Linked DNA regions of Mus musculus: regions 2, 3 and 4 are each linked to region 1. Evidence: chromatin contacts called from public Hi-C and promoter capture Hi-C data. All regions are on one chromosome and are shown on one strand. Each heading gives the region's core, a stretch centred on a gene start, on an enhancer-like site or on the middle of the called end of the contact. The rest is flanking DNA. Distances are from core to core; before and after follow the strand shown. Region 1 holds the start of Wdr45b (WD repeat domain 45B). Region 2 holds the start of Slc38a10 (solute carrier family 38, member 10). Region 3 holds the start of Endov (endonuclease V). Region 4 holds the start of Rptor (regulatory associated protein of MTOR, complex 1).

The links. Hi-C and Micro-C count contacts between places; a contact is called where the count stands out from the background. Capture Hi-C pulls out chosen DNA fragments and counts their contacts.
Region 2: a Hi-C map of B cells shows a contact between it and region 1, with 7 read pairs. The contact joins the promoter of Slc38a10 here to the promoter of Wdr45b in region 1. A contact is called at or near these places in 1 of 39 promoter capture datasets (pre-B cells) and 1 of 484 Hi-C or Micro-C datasets (B cells).
Region 3: a contact with region 1 is called in a Hi-C map of CD4 T cells, with 2.5 times the contacts expected there. The contact joins the promoter of Endov here to the promoter of Wdr45b in region 1.
Region 4: a promoter capture Hi-C map of liver shows a contact between it and region 1, with 4 times the contacts expected there. The contact joins the promoter of Rptor here to the promoter of Wdr45b in region 1. A contact is called at or near these places in 1 of 39 promoter capture datasets (pre-B cells) and 1 of 9 other capture datasets (liver).

What each region holds. Positions count from the first base shown.
Region 1 is chr11:121,352,297-121,357,225 of GRCm38.p6, forward strand. Wdr45b (WD repeat domain 45B) reads right to left here and starts at 2,151. Exons shown (of 10, transcript NM_025793.3): 1 at 1,931-2,151. The coding sequence starts at 1,997. Rab40b (Rab40B, member RAS oncogene family) reads right to left here. Exons shown (of 6, transcript NM_139147.3): 6 at 3,825-4,929. The coding sequence ends at 4,741.
Region 2 is chr11:120,149,124-120,154,322 of GRCm38.p6, forward strand. It overlaps Slc38a10 (solute carrier family 38, member 10), which reads right to left and starts at 2,228. Exons shown (of 17, transcript NM_024249.5): 1 at 1,857-2,228. The coding sequence starts at 1,955. It overlaps Gm11769 (a long non-coding RNA gene), which reads left to right and starts at 1,284. Exons shown (of 3, transcript XR_389232.4): 1 at 1,284-1,591; 2 at 1,715-2,275; 3 at 2,656-3,598.
Region 3 is chr11:119,489,628-119,494,797 of GRCm38.p6, forward strand. Endov (endonuclease V) reads left to right here and starts at 1,720. Exons shown (of 9, transcript NM_001164636.1): 1 at 1,720-1,832; 2 at 2,158-2,329. The coding sequence starts at 1,777. A930037H05Rik (RIKEN cDNA A930037H05 gene) reads right to left here and starts at 1,608. Exons shown (of 4, transcript NR_153849.1): 1 at 1,416-1,608.
Region 4 is chr11:119,599,856-119,605,417 of GRCm38.p6, forward strand. Rptor (regulatory associated protein of MTOR, complex 1) reads left to right here and starts at 3,050. Exons shown (of 34, transcript NM_028898.3): 1 at 3,050-4,116. The coding sequence starts at 3,955.

The DNA of each region.
Region 1 (4,929 bases), core at 901-3,400:
GTAACTTAGACAATTTGCTAGCTCAAGAGCTATTTTCTTTTTCTCTGTCTGTCTGTCTGTCTGTCTCTCTTTCTTTTTGGAAACAGGATTTCTCTATGTAGCTCTGGCTGTCTTGGAACTTATTCTGTAGACATGGCTAGCTTCAAACTCAAAAGAGATCTGCTTGCTTCTGCCTCCCCACATGCTAGGACTAAAGGTATGTGCCACCACACCTGGATAAAAGCTAATCTCTCTCTCTCTCCTCTCTCTCCCTCTGGTTTTACAAGACAGAGTTTCTCTGTGTAGCCCTAACTGTCCTGGAACTCATATGATGTCCATGAGCCTCTCAGCCCCCACGTGCTGATGCTACATGCGCTTGCTCCTTCACAGTTCCACAATGGGACCAACCCTAACACTGCAACCAGGCCTGGAATCCCGTACTGCTCAAGGCCACCACACTGGAGTCTAACTGCTCTCTTCCCAGAACTGTCTGTGCTTCCACAGGACAATAATACTTTTGCCTATCTCTGTCCGATCTAAAGGAAGGCTTTCCACACTTGTAATGGGCTATGCACATTCTCTCCCTCTTACCTTGGTTTACCTTGGAAATGTTATAGCTTATAGCTATCCTACAGGTTCTGATTATAGTGAACGCATCCCTCAAACTTCTTCAAATGCCTAGCACATGGACTCTAAGAGAATATATGCAAATGGGATGCACAATAGCACTACCTACTTAAAGCACTACCTAACTATAGTCTGTAATAGTAAGATCCCCACCTCAAAAATAAAAACAGCCAGGTGGTGAACATTTTTAAGGAGGTTTAGGGAGTTCCAGGACAGCCAGAGATACACAGTGCCAATTGTCTCAAAAATAAAAATAAACATAAAAATCAAAAAAACTCATCTTCTTAGCCAGGGGCAATAGAGTGAGCATGCAATCCCACTTGCTCCAGGGACTGTGAAGGGAAGATTCCTGGAGCACAGCTTAAGATAAGCTTGAACAGGAGAGCAAGATCCAGTCCCAACAATAACAAAAATCAAGTTAAGTTCACTTTCCAAGACAGTAAGTCATACATTTGCTACAGCACCTCGAAATTTTACATACGGAAAGCTAAGATGTTATAACTCTTAGAAGCCCAGAGTATCAGCCTTTACCCTTTTCCCTTGAGGAGATTTAGAAAAGGGAAGTTAGCTGACATAGTGGCACACTCCTTTAATCTCAGCACCCCGGGAGGCAGAGACAGGGTCAACAGAGTGAGTTCCAGGACAGTGAGGGTTACGCAGAAAAAGCGTCTCGGGGATATAATCCCCACTAAGAGGGGTTCCCGCCCATTATCTTGGAAGCAAGAATACCTTCTCCAAGACCCCAAACTCAAGAGGCAAGAGGCAGTCACGGGAACGCAAATCATGTAAGTCCTTTCATCCTACAGAACAGAAGAAAATACCAGAGGGGAGGGAGAGGCGTACAGCTAAGACATCAAGGCGAAGAACCTACACTCCACGAAGGTGCCAGCCGCAAGAACCACGACAAACTGCCGCCCCGCGACGGGCAGGTCCCGCTACGCCACCCGCTGGCAACGTAAGCGCTGGAGACCCTGACGCCCAGCAGTAAGCCTGCGGGTTCTTAGGTACCCGGTAAAAAAGTGGCACTGCCCGCCGACCCGGGCGGCGGCAGCGCGCGGAGGGGTGGGGTGGGGTGGGTGTTTCTCCCCGCTATGGGTGCCCGGGCTGGAAAGGACCGCGGGGGGGGGGGGTCCTCCCTACAGAGCGGTTCGGAGATTTCCTGAAAGAGCCGCCAGAGTCTGAGCTCTCAGGGCGCGACCGAGTCTCCGGTTAGGGTCCGGGGGACGCTCGCGACAGCTCCGGGGCCCTGCGGTCGCGGTAGCGTTGGGTCGGGGTCTCCCGGAAGGGCTGGGGTGTTACCACGGAGCTGGGCCCGGGGTCTCACCGTGGTCCTGGTTGAAGCCGGCGTACAGCAGCCCGTTGCCGTGAGGGTTACACGGCAGGAGGTTCATGGCGCCGTCGTAGGGACTGTGGCTCCTCAGCACCGCATACCGCTCGCAACCAGGCGATCTCTCCGGTCGCGCGGCGCTAGGGCCGCCGCGGCCGGAAGCCAGGGTCCTGGGGACTTGCGTCGTGCGTGTGTCGTCAGTGCTGCGTCATCAGTGCGCGCGGATCTGTGGGCGCGCGTGCGCGCAACCAGCAAGCGCCGAGGGACAGACGCGTCCACTGCAGGGAAGTAGGTGGCGGGAAGTAGGTGGCGAGGGCTCGCCGGGCGCGTCCATAAGGGGCGGGGCAGGACGCAGCCGAGGGGAAGCTGCGGAGAGAGCTGGGTGCCCCGCACTCACACAAGCAGGGCAGGACTGATGGGACCAAGGACAGGGCAGAGAAGAGACTGCGCCAACGCTCCTGCCCACAACACAGTCTCCTGAAACCCTCACCGCGTTCCCACGATACACATCGTGTTCGACCAGAAGCAGCCTTCGTGTAATGGTACCTGCATTTTCCCCGAGAGACAAACACAGACAGACTATCCCCTATTTCTTCCCGAGCTTTCCCAACCATCTGACACGTCCTCTCACAGACACAAATTTCCAAAGAGACATAATAGGACATAACCTCACAGAAAAGATCCCCAGACCTCGCGACTGTTGTTTGGGGTGCTCTGTTTACAGGGGTCTGGGATGGCTCTGGAAGCTGGTGCTTTCTCCTCTCTACTACAATTCATTCTCTGGTTCCCTCTCTCCTCACTGGCTTCTCCCCTTACCTGTTTACCATCCTTTCCCCCAAATGAAGACTTGTAGCGTCTTAGGATTCAAGAAGCTTAAGCAGAAGGACCCTAGTCCCACACAGCCCACCATTCATCCCATCAGCACTGAAGAGGGGAGGGGAAACCACTTCAGGGACTGTCCTTTCATCTCTCTAGTTATGAACCTAAGAAAGGGCAGCTGAGGCATGAATGTTCAAGCCCTAAACGGTCTCACCATCTGTGAGAACATTTGCACAACAATAAGGTGGCTGTGAAGGTCCTGGCAGGATGTCTTGATAGTTGGCCACTGTCAAGGAGGCCTTGTTCCTTCGGGTTTCACTGGCTTACACACTCACCTGCCTCTCTGGATATCTATTCACCTCATCTCCACAGGGCTGGATGACCCCAGCTTCAGGCCTTCAGTGGCTCAGATGGCTACACTCCTGCTTCTCTAAGGACATTGTTATTATGTATCTGGAGACTCAAAAAATGTTAAGACATTGTAAATCACTAATAAAAACTTAGGGTATCCAAGCTTTATCTTATTTCAGTTTTCCTGTTGTTTAATCTCTCATAGGGTCTAGCTTCCTAAGCAGCAGGACCAGAAGAGAGACCTATACTTGAGCCTTTATAACGCCAGAATGTTGTGGTGGCTTTGTTTTGGTTTTTGGTTTTTGTTTTTTTGTTGGCAAGGAGTGACAAGGGCTTCATCTCTAGGGAAATGTCTGGCCACAGCTCTAACAAACCTCTGACACTTACCAGGAGCCACATGAGAGCGTGTTTCTTTCAGTACTTCCACTTTATCTTGTTGAGACAAGGTCTCATTCTCTAACCCTGGAACTCACGATGTAGCTCCAAGTTGGTCAAAGTATCACAGTAATATTGCTTCAAGCTCCCAAGAACCGGGATACTAGGCATTCGTCATGACATACAGCACTACGTGTTTTCTCTGCATTTCTTCTCTGGGAAGAAATCCTTTCCAAAGATGACATAGGACAAAACTAAGCTTTGGGGTAAACATCATGAAACAGGCAAGGAGACAAGTGCAGAAGAGAGCTGTGCTGTACCTGGATCTAGAAAGAGATACCACGACTCTGTCAAGAGAGGAGCAAGTATCCACTTTATTGAGAAACATAGTCCTTAAATAACTGTTTTTACTTCTCCTTTACTGAAATACCTCTCTCCTTGCTAATCTGTTGAAACAATGCTGGCTTTGTTCAACATAATTGGAGATATCTTTGGCATTTTCTTCCCATAGTTTCAGAACTTGTAGGATACTTTGTACAAAATATGTAGGTTTACAGAAAAATATGAATATAGATTACTTATTAATCTCAAAATGTAGTAAACAACATAGCAAAAACTTTATCAAATCCATGTCCTACCCAAATGGGACAGACCTGTTGTACACAACCTGTGAAACTGCAGCATTTTTTATAAGTTGGGGCTTTGACATTAAAATGTTTACAAAAGGCCCCTCTTGTAGTATCAGTAATGCTAGATTATCTGATTATCATTGCTTCTGAAATTTCCTTGAACATGTATTCACTACACACATTTTATCAGCCATATAAAAGCAGTTACAGAAAAAGTTGCACAACAATCATGATAAAAAGTCACATCCATAATTTCATATTATCAAGAGTAGAGAAGAATACTAATTTTTTTCCCTTTGCACACACAAGTCTAGAACAAGAGCTTCATGCACATCCACACAAAAGTGTCAGTCACAGCGCACTGGGCATTCCTACCACGGCAGTGGCATTCCAAAGGAAGCAGCATCGTTACCGTTAATAAATGCAGAACATGTTCCTCGAGTCTGGAAAGGTCTCTGTCTTCAGACTCTCCCAGAGAGCCAGCTCACTTTTTAATTTTGAGGTGGAGTCTCAAAATTGCCCACGCTGGCCTTGAACTCACTCTGTAGCTTAGATGGGCCTTGAGCTTGTGATCCTCCTGCCTCAGCCTCTTGAGTAGCTGAGATTACAGGCCACTGCCACCAATTCCAGCCTCTAAGAAATTTTGCAGCTGTTCCTGGCACAGTTCCTGGGCGGGCTCTGGGGTGGGCGGATGGTCCTGACTTTCCGGAAGCTGTTCCTCTTGTGGCTGGAGTTGGCAGTGAGGGAGTAGGAGCGGCCATGCATCATCCTGGTGTTCAGGCCACTGGCCATCGAGAAAGACTTAAGGTGGCTTCTTAAGGC
Region 2 (5,199 bases), core at 978-3,477, 1.2 Mb before region 1:
CAGAATGGTCCTGCCAAACACTGCAGAGGACATGATGCACTTGTGCATCTAACACCTGTGCTGGCAGGCACACACACACACACACACACACACACACACACACACACACACCCAGGGCAGGATCTGTGTGTGCCCCCAGAGAAACACAGGTCTATCCAGAACATAGCATTATCAACCACAAGTTGACTCCCACACACCATGACCCCACCTCCTCCAAGTCAAACCAAGCCACATCCAACCTCTGGCACAGTCGAGCAACAGGTAGTCGTCTTCTGGTGGGTGGGAACAACTAACTGGTAAGTGTGCCAGCATTATGGAATTCCTCAAGTGTACAGTAAGGTACATATGTTCCTTTACCTCATGAAAATTCATCAAGTGTGCATTTAAAATATATGCAGTTTTCCACACACTAAATACAATAAAATGTTTCTCCTTTTTAATTGCCGGAATCACTAAACAAACTAGCTCTAAACCCAAAGGTTTGTTTTTTTTTTGGTTTTTTTTTTTAGCTCCCCCTAAACACTAAGACATTCCCCACTCTGCTGGACTCATGGCTTTGCCCCAAGGCTCCGGAGGAGATAACAATCTAGTGATAGGAACTGACAGGTTTTAGGCACAGTTTGACTGTTTCTGGTCTCTCTTGCACTGGGTTCCAAGCTCTCCCCAAGCAGATCTTCACTGGGCTCATCATCTCCGTTTGCTCTGGTAGAGGCCTAGCACCTGTGCACAGCCAGGCTCCACAAGAGACTGCTCAACCACCTGAGCCCAAACAGCTAATTTCCCAGTCAGCTATGACAGACCCCAGTAAAGGGTCAGTCACACTTCACAGACAGGCAGCAAGGATGACAGAGTTCACTTGGAGATTCGAAACCAGCCAACACTCAAGTCCCAGGATGCAATTCTGCTGACAGACAGTTTCCATGGACACTGGGACACGTAGGCACTCCAAAGACACCCAAAACCATCCCCCAACAACTCAACACTGGGGTTCACAACACAGATGTCACCCCAGAGGATCTAGCTCTGTCCTCCTGTCTACATCTATTAACCATATCAAATACCCTACCCGGGAACCCTAGATACAGTCTCAATCAGGATAGGTTGTTGAGGATCAAAAACTCATTGATTAAAAAAACTTGTTTTCTATTTTTAGCCTGGGATGTGAACGACAAAACACACGAAGTAGTTGTTAGTCTACTATTAAATTATCAACAACCCATTTTCACTTCCAAATGTCTATCCCGGATTAATCTTCCACCTCATCTCCTGGGAGTCATCAGATAGGAGGAGTGGTCTCTGCCTTGATAACCCACTGTTTCAATAGAACAGGACAGCAGCCCGCGTGGCATGGATGAGCGACGGGGAACCCCGCCACTCCCTTTGTTAAGAGAGTCATTACCCAATTTGACGTTTCCATCTGCTTCCGCAACTCACTGGCAGACACAACAAAGCCACGTAGAAATGACCATCTTTTCATGTGGCATTCAACACAGAAATAACACCAAACTTTTTTGTATGCCGGCTTTTCCAACTGCGGTGACACATGATACAGATCAGACCAAACGAATGCTTTAAATCGCCTTGAGTAAAGGTGAGTAGCCGAAGCCGAGGACCGGCATGCTTCCGTGCCATGCAGTCGGTCAGAGTCAAAAACAGGACCAACAAAACCACTATCAATCCGCTAACGTATCCTTCTCTGTGCCTTTCCGTACAGTGTGAGCAACCGCTGAGCGCGCAGATCCGGACCGCGACTCGCTTCGGGGACGTTGCTTGGGTCTCTTCCCGACCCGCGGTGCTCACACCCCCTTCCCACCAAACGAGCACTTCAACCTGATGCCCCCGCGCCCTCGACTCACCTGCTTGAAGCAGAAAGGCATGGTGAGCACGCTGACGCCCACGATGCTGTTCACCACGTTCGTGATCAGCCCCCACTTGGAGGTGGAGGCGGCCGTCATTTTGAGGGTCTAGGGACCAGGACAGAGCGACCCTAGATAACCCTAAACCTGAAGCAGGGGGGGCCGCGGACAGGCGTCGCGAGGTCAGCCTCCAGACCCTGCCAGGCTCCGCAGCAGCCTCATAGCCATGGTTCCAGGTTCCCGCCTCCGCCTCCCCAGAGTGAAGCGGGAACCCGGAAGCGCCGCAGGCAACGCTAGCAACACCTCAGCTCCGCTTCGCTGCCTCCGGCACCCAAACTTCCGCCTTCGGAGCCTACTCTACCAGGAAGTGACGGTATCAAAGGGCGGGATGAGGCGGGACGCCAGCCAACTAGAAGTAGGTGTGTATGCCCGAGGAGGCGTGGTTTGGGTGGGCCCAGAGGCGGAGCTAGGCGTAACTCTGGCCAATAAGAAGTATGTGGGGGGAGGGACGGCGGGACGTGGGGCGGGGTCTGAATCAGGGCGGGGCTACAATCTGGGTTAGGGGTTCCAGGCTTAGACTAGTGACTGTGGCCGCTGGTAGAAGAGTCATTTGCTGGGTACAACCTCTAGTGGAACAACAGGAGAGAAAGAGAAGGACTACCTTTCAGGTGAGGAGTGGGCTCTTGAGGGTTAATTTTCAGGTCCTTGCGCACAGGAAGGATTTTGGGTCACAATTGGAGGACCTGTCTAGACTGAATGCCAACTTATTGGGACAAAATTAGCACTTAACGTTTTACAGATAAAAATCATCGGGACACCGGGAGGTTCAGAGACTCAGCAAAGTCACAACAGCCTGGAGGAGGGAGCATGGAGATGTGTCTGTTTGATACGCTAAGTGGGTGAAAATGGTCTACTGCCCTAATATGAAAGAAAACCAGAGGAAAGGTAAAAAGGAGAGACTAGGGAAATCTAGGATTTCAAGAGATGGTGGCTTCTGTACTGGAAGGACTAATGAGAATTCTTCCTGGAGTAATGGACATTAAAGAGACTAGAGAAAAGAGAACGCTCCAACACCTAAGTGGATTACTGGCACCTGGCAGTGTTCTTTATGGTGGTGTCTGTGGTGAATGAAGGCCTAGGGACCTGAGGTCCAAGAAAGACCCCACAATGATTCCAGGAGGCCAGAGCTGTGCATGCAAGGAGGAACTTCAAGCTGCCTAAAGAGGCTCTCCTAGAAAACAATTTGAGGCCCATGCAAGATCTCAGACAAGGGACAAATTCTTCCAGCATCAGGCAGAGCAGCTTCTAGAGATGAGAGAGAGAGAGAGAGAGAGAGAGAGAGAGAGAGAGAGAGAGAGAGAGAGAGAAAGGAAAAGCTAGAAAGAGCAATTGGTGGCATGAGCCATTAATCCCAGCGTTCAGGAGGCAGAGACAAGCAGCTCTCTTGAGTTTGAGGACAGCCTGGTCTACATAAGTGAGTTCCAGGACAGCCATGGCTACGTGGAGAAACCCTGTCTCGAACAAAAAAAAAAAAAAAGGAGTAATTGAATACAAAGCCAGAATAGGGTTGGAGAGATGGCTCAGTGGTTAAGAGCACTGACTGCTCTTCCAGAAGTCCTGAGTTCAGTTCCCAGCAACCACATCATAATGGGATCCAATGCCCTCTTCTGGTGTGTCTGAAGACAGCAACTGTGTACTCATATACATTAAATAAATAAATCTTTAAAAAGAAAAAACCAAAATACTAAGTGTCTGTATTCATCGTTTGTAAGTGAAGTCATTGTCCACAATCTATCTGACCCGTTTCTGTGTTTCCATATTCATGTATCTGATGTTCATCCCTAAGAAGGGGCTGCTCAGGGCTGGAGAGATACACTGACTGCTCTTCCAGAGATCCTGAGTTCAATTCCCAGCAACCACATGGTGGCTCACAACCATCTGTAATGAGATCGGATGCCCTCTTCTGGTGTGTCTGAAGACAGCTACAGTGTACTTAGAGAGAAAGAAGAAGAAGAAGAAGAAGCAGGTAACTTTTCAGTTCATCATGGGATTGGGAACATAGACATAAACATGGTGATAGAAAGCCATCTTACACTTTGGGAACAGGGCAGGACCTGAGCAGAAGTGGAGCAACAGGTGGGAAGGAGCCTGGAGGTCTAGACACCATCACAATCACAAAGCAGGCCACTCTGACACTCCCTCTCCACTCTCTCCTAGTGGCACCATACAGTAGAGACAATCTGATTTAACTACCTGTTGTATTCTGTTTCGTGAGCTAAGCTCTAGGCTTACTAATTCGTTGTGCATGAATAGGGAGAGCGTTTTTGCATCTTTAACTGTCCCAGCTTTCTCACGCAACCTTATTTACAAAAATTCACCATCATCTTGAATATGTGCTATGAATCATTCATTCTTACTACTGACATCCCATAATGCACGCATACCCTTTCTTCTGCTCAGGGCACCTGAGTTGTTTCCAGTTATTTTCCACTGAAACGAATGATTCAGGGCTATGATGTGGCTCAATTGGTAGAGTACCTGCCTAGTATGCAAAAAGTCCTGGGTTCCAGCTGTGTAAACTGGGTGTGGTAGTATATACCTATGGTTCCCAAACTGAGGCAGAAGGATCAGAAGTTCTAGGTCATTCTCAGGTATATAGTGAGTTCGAAGCCAGCCTGGGCCAAAGGAGACGCTGGCTTTAAAAAAAAAAAAAAAAGTTACAACAAACACTAATCGTTTTTGGGTTTGTTTTTTTTTTTTTTTTTTTTTTTTTTTTTTTTTTTTTTATAGATTTATTTATTTATTATATGTAAGTACACTGTAGCTGTCTTCAGACACTCCAGAAGAGGGCGTCAGATCTCGTTACGGATGGTTGTGAGCCACCATGTGGTTGCTGGGATTTGAACTTCGGACCTTCGGAAGAGCAGTCGGGTGCTCTTACCCACTGAGCCATCTCACCAGCCCTGTTTTTTTTTTTTAAGATTCATTTTATTTTACGTATATGAGTACACTGTAGCTGTCTTCAGACACCAGAAGAGGACATTGGATTCCATTACAGATGGTTGTGAGCCACCGTGTGGTTGCTGGGAATTGAACTCAATACCTCTGGAAGAGCAATCAGTGCTCTTAACCGCTGAGCCACCGTGTGGTTGCTGGGAATTGAACTCAATACCTCTGGAAGAGCAATCAGTGCTCTTAACCGCTGAGCCACCTCTCCAGCCCAAACACTAGCAGTTATACTTGTCTCCTGAATGTGTGGATGTTAGAGTTCATCTGAGGCAAACACCTAGAAGTAGAATCGCAATTGCAAATTCAAGTGTATGCACCTCAAACCTCACTTGGT
Region 3 (5,170 bases), core at 470-2,969, 1.9 Mb before region 1:
TTAAGTGCCAAAGTCCTTTAGGGAGCTGTGGGACAACTTTCAGGTCTCCCAAGCCTCACACAGGCCATTCCCACCTCCAGTTCAAAGTCCTCTTCCCATGTTTGTTTATGATTTTTCCCTCACAACAGCACAGTACAGTTCTACATACTCTCCCATTTTCTTGTTCTGGACTCAATGCCAGCATTTCCCAGAACTCAGAAGGAAGAGATCCCTAAGGAACTACTGGTCTAAGAAATAAAATATGAACCATCCGTTTCTAATACCAGAGAAGGTACCTTAGATACACTTAAGTTTACCAGATCATAAAAAAGCAAGAGGTCGCAAACCCCAGTCCTTCCTGCTGGTACCTGCTGGCCTTGGCTCTTTTGTCTTAAGGTAAAGACAAACAAAAGGCTACAATCTAGAGCTGGAGAGCTGGTTCAGCAATTGCCAAATATGTGCTGCTGTTTCAGAGGGCCCAAATTCAATGCCTAGCACCCATGTCAAGAGGACCACAGGCTCCTGTAACTTGAGCTCCAGGGGAATCTAACTCTTCTGGTCTCCGTGGGCACCTGCATTCGTTACCAGACTTACAAGAATGAAAATAAATCTCTAAGAAAAAAAAAAAACACTACAGTCTGCTGAGCTCATGTCATTGAGAGGGAGATACACATTAGGTAAGGCTCTGGGTACTAAACGGACAGGATGGGTATTTGGGGTAAGAGACCTATACTAGAAACAGAAAGACTGGTCCTCATTAAGTACTCACCCAGCAGGAAATGAATGAGGCAGACTAATGCAATCAAGAATATAAAAACTACAGTTCTGCACCAAATCGTTGAGCATAGCCAACTTTGCGTTTTGTTTTGGGTTGACACCCTGTAGTGCCTAATCTTGTTTGTGGACTTGGCTATATCTGGAATGAACTAAAACCTAAGAGTCCAGATACCTGCCCTCTATCTAGGACACACCTTCTGGTGGCAGCCTGTATAAAAAGACATGAAAGAAGGAAGCTTTTGTTTTTTGCCTGCTTATGGCAAGCTCTAAATCCCCTTTATGTATTTTCTATCGGTTCTCTTCCTCTAGAAGAACCCTAACTAACACACACACACACCCTGGTCTGGAGGATCCTTTGTTTTTGTTTTTTCGAAATGGGATTTCTCCGTGTAGTCCTGGTTGTCTTAGAACTCAATTACTGTAAACCAGGCTGGCCTCGTATTCAGGGATCCTCTTTACTCAAATGCTGGAATTAATGGAGTGCGCCCACGCCCAGGACCCTCGACTTCACTGGTTTTTGAGTTCTTATTCCGGACTAATTTCTCACAATCGGTACAACTGAAAAAATCTATGCTGCAAAGGTGTCTCAAGTTTGCACAGAGGTTTTCTGCTCCGCAAGCGCGTGCTCATACGCAATGTGTCGATGTGCGGACCCGAACCTGGCAGTAATTGGAACCGCGTTACCCCAGGGCTCAGGGCTCCGTGTGTGCGAGGGATGCAACTGCTGGCCAATCTTTTCAGAGCGGGGCCGAAGCTGCTGGAGGGCTGGAGGCGCCAGGTAAGGCGCAGAGCTGGGCTTGCATTTCCCAAACCTGTGCGCCAACCCACCTACGGGACGGGACGCCGGCATCTGAGAGAGTCGCGCGGGAAGAAGTCAGCGCTCGGCGCCCAGCACTGCTGTGACAGCGGCCCCTGGTGGCGGCAACCTCAGCTGAAGCGGAGGGACGCTAAACGAGCGAGGCTAACAGCTCGGCGCCGGCGCTCCGGAAGTGACGTCCTCAAAGCCTCGAGGCGCTAGCCATGGCTCACACGGCCGCTGAGCGGCCGCCAGAGGAAACCCTGTCGCTGTGGAAAGGGTAATGGGGTCGGGGTCGTGCATTAGCCAAGGGGGTGGCCTTCTCCAGTGACCTCCGACCTCACAGCCCCTGTGGCGGCTGGGAAACTGACCCTCGGTGCTGCGGCACAGGCCTGCTCCGGGCCGCCGGCTGCCGGAAGTTGCAGCCAGCCTTTGTGGGCGTGGTCCTCGTTTCCGGTACCGGGGATTCCCATCGCCGAGAGCTTTTCCTTCTCAGTGTGGCTTGATGGACAAAAAGGAGAGAGGGTGGGCTGGGAGGGGGGACGCCCCGAGCGTCGCGCTCTTCCCATGGGCCCTGAGCCCGTTTGATGTTCGTGTCCTATTAGGGAACAAGCCCGGCTGAAAGCGCGCGTGGTGGATCGGGACACGGAGGCCTGGCAGCGGGACCCCAGCTTCTCGGGCCTGCAGAAGGTCGGGGGCGTGGATGTGTCCTTCGTGAAAGGGGACAGTGTCCGGGCCTGCGCTTCCCTGGTAGTGCTGAGCTACCCCGAGCTCAAGGTAACCCGGGTGGGATGTTGCGCCCGGTGCAGTTCGATCGTAGGCAGAGAGCCAGGGTCCAGTTTTATAAAATTTACTTTTTTTTTTTAATACTTGCACCCCGTAGTGTATATATATATATTTGATGCTAGGAAGCCGACTCAGGCCCTCGAATGTGTTAGGCAAGGGACTGATACACTTCCACCCCGTTTGTAGAGTGTAATGAATAGATTGGAATGCCTTTGAAGAAAAGTTTTCAAAAGCAAAAAGCAGAGGAAATATGGGCACCAGGATGCTTGTGATGTACATAAACTCCCACGGGTCTACATATATGTACACAAATGGTGAATTAAAAGTAGTTTTTAAAGGATCGACAGACAATTCCAGGTCTGGTTGTTGTGTTTCTGATCAGATGGAAGGGACTCGGAAGCCCAGGGACCTTAAAATTCTGAGGGGAAAGGTGTCCCAATGGAAAGGCATCGTGAGACACAAGGACCCGGGAACCACACAGCTCTGAGAGGAAGCCTCAGCCCCGCTCTCTCCACTTCTCTTCTCTTCTCTTCTCTTCCTTGCTTCTTTTCTGACAGGAGAGTTACACCAAGCAGGAAATTTTATGAAAGAGATTTATTGGAGGGAAGACTCCAGGAGGAGGAGGAGGGACTAATCTAGGAATGGCTGCCCTCTGCTCTCGGGGGGGGGGGGGGGGGGGGGGGGGCAGACAGCAGGAAACTGGACAAAGGGGCAGTGCTTTTATAGGATTTCTGAGGGGACAGAGCTTCTCAGGGCAGAGATTTCCAGAATGAGGATTTGTGGGATCTCAAGTCCTGAGCTTGGGGTGGGCTCAGGGATCATTGGATTTTTCACCTCCTTTCCCTGTATTAGGGCCATGACTTAGAGTAGGAAGTCCTTCCTGGTGGCAGCCAGCTTTTGCTGAGGTGCCATCTCTGAGGCTGCTGGGGAGGCTGGAGAGAGGTGCTGCCTCTGTGAACAACTCCGGTAGTGGTGCTTCATCAAGGCTGTAGGCTGGGGCATTGAAAGAAGGTCTCACCACTGTGGACAGCTCCTCAGGACAGAAGTAGGCTGAGGCAGGAAAGGTGCTGCCACCATGGACAGCTCCTGTGATGGCCTTGGGCTGAGGAGATGTCATAGTGCCTCTATTTTGATAGGCGCTGCCATTTTGGACATTTTACTGCTGCCGCTGTAGCCTGGGTCGGGAAGGAAGGGCCTTCCGCAGCCTTGATGGCTTTTGTGGCGCACTTCTCAGGAACTGCAGTTGTCATCCTGGTTGCTCACCTCAGTGGCACACAGTACACACCACACTTTTCACAAGCAGAACATCTCTGCCTCCCCAAACCTCCTGCTTTCCATCTTGTCTCACAGTAGCGCCATGTTTAAAGTTATTTTTAATTTTTTGAGCTAAAGTAAAAAAAAATATATTTTTCAGCCAGATGTGGTTGCACACACCTTTAATTCCAGCAATCGGCAGGCAGAGGCAGGTCCACAAAGTGATTTCCAGGACAGACAGGGCGACACAGAGAAACCCTGTCTTGAAAAACAAAAAGTAATTTTTTTCACATGTGTTTATTATTATACTTCATTCATATTCTCCCCTGCACAGTATTCCCCAGTCTTCCTCCCAGTTCCATGTCTTCTACCTCTTCAGGACTTCCTCTCTGTCCTTTGCACGTGTGCCACAGTCACCCCTTCTGTAGGCTACTTACCTGTTTCTTCACAGCCTCCGCCCTCCCACCCCTGCCTCAAGTATTGTTCTTTGTTTCTCTCCATGGATAAGAGGGCAGTGTTTGTACAAAACAGGTGTGATCCAATCACAGGCCCTTTAAAACTTCCTGCTTGGCATGGCAGCACACACCCCTGTAATCGTGGCATTTGAGAGCTACAGCAGGAGGAGCAAAGCTCAATCCCAGCCTGGGCTACATGAGATGCTGTCTTAAAACAACAGCAAAAACCCTCGATGCCCTTGCTGTGATCTTTAACCCTCGAGGCCCTTGCCGTGATCTTTAACCCTCGAGGCCCTTGCCGTGATCTTTAACCCTCGAGGCCCTTGCCGTGATCTTTGGTCAGTAGAGTCCATGCTTGTTCCTGTGACTTAGAGGCCTCTTGGACTCTGTCGTCACCTCCTCCACTGCCTTCAGCACTTCCTACACGCTATTTGTCAGAACTTTAAATCCTTCAGTGGTTCTGCTGGCCTGTGTTGGCAGGCACACCTCTCCTAGAGTGGTCGTCACCTGTCTGGCTTCTACTTTCTGTAGCGCCCAGGTTAGACATTACTTGCTCTACTGAGCCTCCTTTATCCCACAAGACCAGCGCTGTCTCTCAGCGTCCTTTCCAGTCTCTGTGGTGGGGCAGAGCAAACGGCCTCCAGCTGGGTCACTTGTACGTGAGTGTTTCTCACAGCTGTGAAAACTGGAAGGTCCACGATCAGATACTAGGACGAGATTGTGAGGTTCTGAGACTTTCGGATACAGACAAGCCCTTCTCTGGGTTCTACTGGTTCTACTGTTGTGGGGTAGTCACCAGAGACGACTGCTCAGACCTGGGCTTAAGCCAGTAGGGAATATTAGCTGGGTGGCCGTTTGAGATCCCATTGTAGCACTGAGCCTTTCTCAGCGTGAGCTTTCAAGCACAAAGCCATTTTCTGGGTTGATATACTTCATTTAACAAGAGCAGTCAGAAGTGGAGCTACAGAAGTTAAAAGGCGAGGTTAGTTCATCTTGAAACTTTGCTAAAACGCTATGGACGTTGTTGATGGATTAGGCCATTGTCTTAGTGCTGTTTATATGCTGAGTTGTGCAGCCGAAATGGTGTTGTCTTCATGGATTCAGCTGTGCTAAGGTCTGGGGG
Region 4 (5,562 bases), core at 1,800-4,299, 1.8 Mb before region 1:
GTGTGATTGTGTGTGTGGTGTGTGTTTATGGATGGTGTGTATTGTACTTGTGTGGTACGTGTACCAGTGTGTGCGCCACACGTGTATGTATGTGTGTATAGTGTGTGTGTTGGGCATGGGGGGAATGAAGCTCAGCTATTGGAGGAGACTTTGGAGAGAGTCTTGTCTCCTGTCCGTAGCTCTGACTACCTTTATCTCTCATTAGGGTTCTCTCAGTAAATAAAACAAATTCCAAATCTGTCTTCCTACATCATCTCCCATGATTCAGGAGTCTAGAGCAGTGGGCTCCTTTGTTACCTTTTTAAAATTTATTCATTTTTTTTTTTGAGACAGGTTTTCTCTGGCTATCCTGGACTCACTTTGAAAACGAGGCTGTCCTTGAACTCACAGAGATCTGCCTACCTCTATCTCCCAAGTGATGGAATTAAAGGCATGCACCACCATGCCTGCCTCTTCTTCCTTATTTTTGTATGTAAACTCACATGTGCTACGTGTGTGGGTAGGCCAGAGGTCAACCTCAGGTGTTGTTCCTAAAGATGTGCCCAACCTTTTAAATGATTTATTTTATGTGTGCATCTGTGTGTGTTACATACATGTGAATACACATGTGTGTAGATACCCACAGTGGCCAGTAGAGGGTGTCAGATGCCCTGGAGGTGGAGTTACATATGTTTGTCTGATGAGCTAGGGGTCCAGTCACATTTTGTTCATTTTTATATAGGGTCACTCACAGGCTTGAAACTTGTAATTTGGATAGGCATGCCTGTTTGTGTATGTGTGTATAAATGTTTACATGTATGAATACAAGTGTCATAGCACATATGTGGAAGTCAGAGGACAACCTTGGCATTGGTCCTTGCCTTCCAGCTTGGTTCCAGGGTCTCTTGTTATTCCAGGGTCTCTTGTTATTCTTGTTCCAGGGTCTTTTTATACTAGGTTCACTGGCCTTCCAGTTTCTGGGAGCTCTCTGCAGCCTAAGGTTGGAGGGATCACCATGTGTGTATGGCACCAGTGGGCATCAGGACTACAAAGTAAAGTGTCAAGGGATACTTTGGGACAAGGTGGAAGCAGGAGGTGCTATGATTTCTTCTATAGATTCTAGAAATTCTAAAGCCCCTGCTGGTAGTGGTGGGGAGGGGCTGGTGGTAATGGGGACACTCGATTTTGGTGCACTGCTCTGAGACTAGGAGGATAATGGGCTCTGTGTGATACTGTAACCTCAGGAATTCTTGGGGGGTGATAACTAAACAGCAGGAAACACTTCCCACATGCTTGTGAGAGGGATCTGAGATTGCAGCCTGGACTCTCAGATGCTAGCAGGGTTGTGTTAGGGACTGTCACATTGTGTCCAACCCTGGATCTACTCTGAGGAACACATCTGCAGATTAACCCAGGCTTTAGTGGTAAGGCCTACAGTTAGTAGACTACATTGGAGTTGTGGGACCTGTTAGCATTCTGTCTAAATTCCACCCCACACTTACCTGGCAACAATCAGGTAGGCCTGACCCACTATAAAAGGGGCTGTTTATCCCTTTCATCCCTCTCTTACTCTTGCTTTTGATCTCTTGCTTCTCTCCTGCTCTTGCTCTCTCCTACCCCTCTCCCTTCCCTTCCCTCTCTCTCCATGTGCTCAAGGCCATGGCTCACCTCTACTTCTCTACTCTATCCTTCTCTCTCCCTTTCTCTGCCTCTACTACCCTCTTAACTCCCCTCCCCATGCCCTGAATAAACTCTACTCTATACATGTGGCTGGTCTCTCAGGGGGAAGGAATGCCTCAGCATGGGTCTACGGAGGAACCCCCTTTCCCCATTCCTCCCCCTCCCCCCATAGAACATATTTTTTCTGTCTTTATCTTTTTATAAACATACCAGGATCAGTCAGAGCTCACTCTCAGTGGTGGCTTGCAATGCCTTCACATCTTGTTTGTTTGTTTTTCAAGGCAGGATTTCTCTCTGTAGCTCTGGTTGTTCTGGAACTACTAGCTCTGTAGACCAGGCTGACCTCCAACTAACAGAGATCCTCCTGCCTCTGCCTCCAGAGTGCTGGGATTAAATACCAGGCCCAGCTTTCAACCCTTCTCTTAAAGTGGATTTTTTTTTTTTTTTAAAGAAAGGGTCTTATTTTGTAGCTTAGGCTGGCCTGGGCATCTTTACAAGCTAAATTTTTATCCTTTTAGTAATATTCTTTAATATTATCCAAACTTTATGGTTCAGGAACCTAAGACTGAGAAAATGCAGCTTGAAATTAGTAACATTGACTAACAGAGGCTCCCCTAACACCAAAGCTGAAGGTGGGCTCAGTTGTTGACTGAACTCTAGCTAAAGGTTAAGAGTGTTTCACTAACCGGGGCGGTGGTGGCCAGCCTGGTCTACAAAGTGAGTTCCAGGACAGTCAGGGCTATACAGAGAAACCCTGACTTGAAAAACCAAAAAAAAAAAAAAAAAAAAAAAAAACAAAAAAAAACCAAAAAACAAAAAAACAAAAAACCAAAAACCAAAAAAAACCAAAAAGTGTCTCACTCGCACCCTGGTTACGAAAGGCTGGCACCTCGTTACATTTACTTTATATTTCCATTGCACCAAAGCAGTTCTCAGAGTGTGTCAATATCTGAGATTTACTGAACTGAACCAGAGAAGTCAACAGCAGGGAGGCTTGCTTCTGTGGGCAGCTTTAGACGTTTGCACATGAAACTGTAGCAAAATAAGAATATACTGTTCAGGAAATAAAGTATATCAGACAAAAAATTCGTAATCGATGAAATCGGTCTCTTTTAAAAGTGGAAATATCAAAAGAAAGTCCCGATAGTCTTATGTGTCTAATATCAATGGTCTTTTCTGAGGCTTTTTAAAAATACCACCTTTTAAAATCATGACGAAACCAAGTGGTTTCTTTCTTTAATATCAAGGCACGAAGCTTTGTTTGTAGTAGCAAAAAGCTTTTAAAAATAACTGAACGGACATAGTTTCAATCGCAAATGGTCTATTTTACTAGTGGAGATCAACTAAGGAGAAAAGACGTGGTAACCTCGGTAACGGCGTGGGGGAAGGGAGGACGGAACACCGAGCTCTACGCCCTAGCAGGGGTAGAGCGGTGAGAACGCTCGAAGAGGTTTGGCTTATTGGACGCGCCGTAGATAGCGGTGCATGCTGGGCCTTGGCAATATGGCGTCCTCCTTGATGTGCTGATGAGAGGAGTTTTCACTGTGGCTCCAGAGCAGAGGGCAAAACTCCCCTGACCTAATAAGCCCAGTGTCCCTGTGCTGTCCGCGGGCCCGTGTCGCGTGTGTATCGGGACTCGTTCCTGGGTAGGAGAGAGCCACGAAGCAGAAGGCCAGCACGGGCCTGGCCGCGCGGCCCGGTGGCTGAGGAGCCCGGCTGCGGACGGGCACGATGGGCCGGTCCTGGCTCAGGTTGCAGCCCCTCAGGCGAGTGCGGGACCCGCAGGGCTGAGAGCCGCTGGGCGAGCCCCGAAGCCCCCCGATCCCGATCCCTTGAGGCCTCAGCCGGGCCAGCACAGTCGGAGAAGCCGCCCTGCGAGCGGGCCGGCCTGCCCGCCGGGAGCCACTGAGGCGTTGGAGGCCGAGAGCCGGGTCATCGCCGGGCCTGAAGTCTCTCCCGCCTCCGCCAGTCCCGCTTGCCGCCCTCCTGACGGCCTGCAGAGCTGCGGGGGCCGGCGACCGGGCGCGCGTGTCGCCGCTCGTCCGGGTCCTGCGGGCTTGGGTACCCACGGGCTCGCCACCCACCCCGCCCCCTCCAACTTCGCGCTCAGAGTTCGAGATAAAGATCTCCGAGGTTTAGCCTCAATAAGGATCTTCGAACGCTCTGCCGCCGTCTCTATTCCCAGCTTCCCGTTTTCCCGTATTTTATTTTACCAGTTCTGGTCCACACTAGTTTTTAAGGCTGGAGGTTCTCGAGCGCCTGCTGCCAAGGACTCCCCCTCCCCCTCCTCCCCTGATGGAGTCGGAGATGCTGCAGTCGCCTCTTATGGGACTCGGGGAGGAAGATGAGGCGGACCTTACAGATTGGAACTTGCCTTTGGCTTTTATGAAGAAAAGACATTGTGAGAAAATCGAAGGCTCCAAATCTTTAGCGCAGAGCTGGAGAATGAAGGATCGGGTGAGTGGCTTCTCATGGCACCTTTTTGAGTTCGTAGTTTTCCAACTAAGAAAGTTCTGAGCAAGGACAGCCTTTTTAGAAGGATGCGGGTATTTCGAAGACACATGTTGCACTAAAATCCAAAAAGCTATTCCAGACTCGGGTTTTGGCTAGTCTCTTCTCACCGAGTAGCGTTAAAAACGAGTTTTAATTCAGAGGGGGGAAAAACACCAAATTAGGAACTATAGTTTCACAGATACTTATATGCCCTTTACTACACTTAGTAGCACTTAGAGAAAAGACAACTTGGGAAATAATAGTTAACGTGCTTAGTCTATTTTTGTAGTCTGCTTTTTTTCAAATAACCAGGTTGCCTGAAGTTCAGATGTCTGATAAAGTGTGTTGGAAAACAAGATGACTTGAAATGTTTAGCCAATAACAAATTCAGGCAAAGTTATTTTAAGGTTGCAGCAGGTTTCATCCCAGTCCTTTGAACATCTTGTCTGTGAGGCTGACTCCCTGTGTATGTGACTTGTGGTCACTGTAACCTGGAGATAAAATTTCCTCAGTGGAAATTAGGGAGCATGGGGTATGATGGATTGGAACCTGGGTTCAGTTTTTTGGCCGTTCTTCTGATCGTGGAGTGTCATGAGATGTTGGTAGCAAAGAAAACAGCCAGCTGTAGTGCTGTTAGTTCCTGGTCTAACAAAAGGGGAGTACTGTGTCTTGTCTGTGCACACCCATATTGTGTGTATGTGTGTTTACTGTCTCTTGTCTGTGTATACCCATAGTGTGTGTATGTGTGTTTAGTTGTTTTCTCCTCCTGGGCTTCTTTCATTTGTGTGAACTTTTCAGTATAAAAGAGGAAATTGGTGTTATAATGTGTCATTTGTTTATACTTGGTATGTTTTTACTTGAGATGATTGTTTTAAAAAGGTGTATGTTGATGAACCCTCAACATAGTTCTAGCAATGACCAGTGTTTCAGTTGTTGATTTGGCTAAATTTTATCAAAAAATTGATAAATTTTTTTGTTTTTTGATTTTTTTTTTTTTTTTTTGAGACAGGATATCTCTGTGTAACATCTCTGCCTGTCCCGAAACTCTGTAGACCAGGCTGGCCTTGAACTCAAGAGATCTGCCTGCCTCATCCTGCTGAGTGCTAAGATTAAAGTTGTGAAAATTTTTTTTGAGACAAGGTTTTATGTAGTGCAGTCCAGCTTGGTGTATAGTCAAAAGCATTTTATGCTGGGCAAGGTAAATCACTCTTGTAATCCCAACACTCTGGATCTTGAAGCAGGAGGATCACAGGTCAAGGTCAGCCCTACTACAACGTGCAAACCCTGTCTTAAACAAGGATAAAAGCAATCTAAGTTAAACTGATGGCTGAGAGAGACTGCATAAAGTCTGTTTTATGGACATGTCTAGTACTAATGAAATAAAAATAAATTTGATTGCAGTGTTTATCT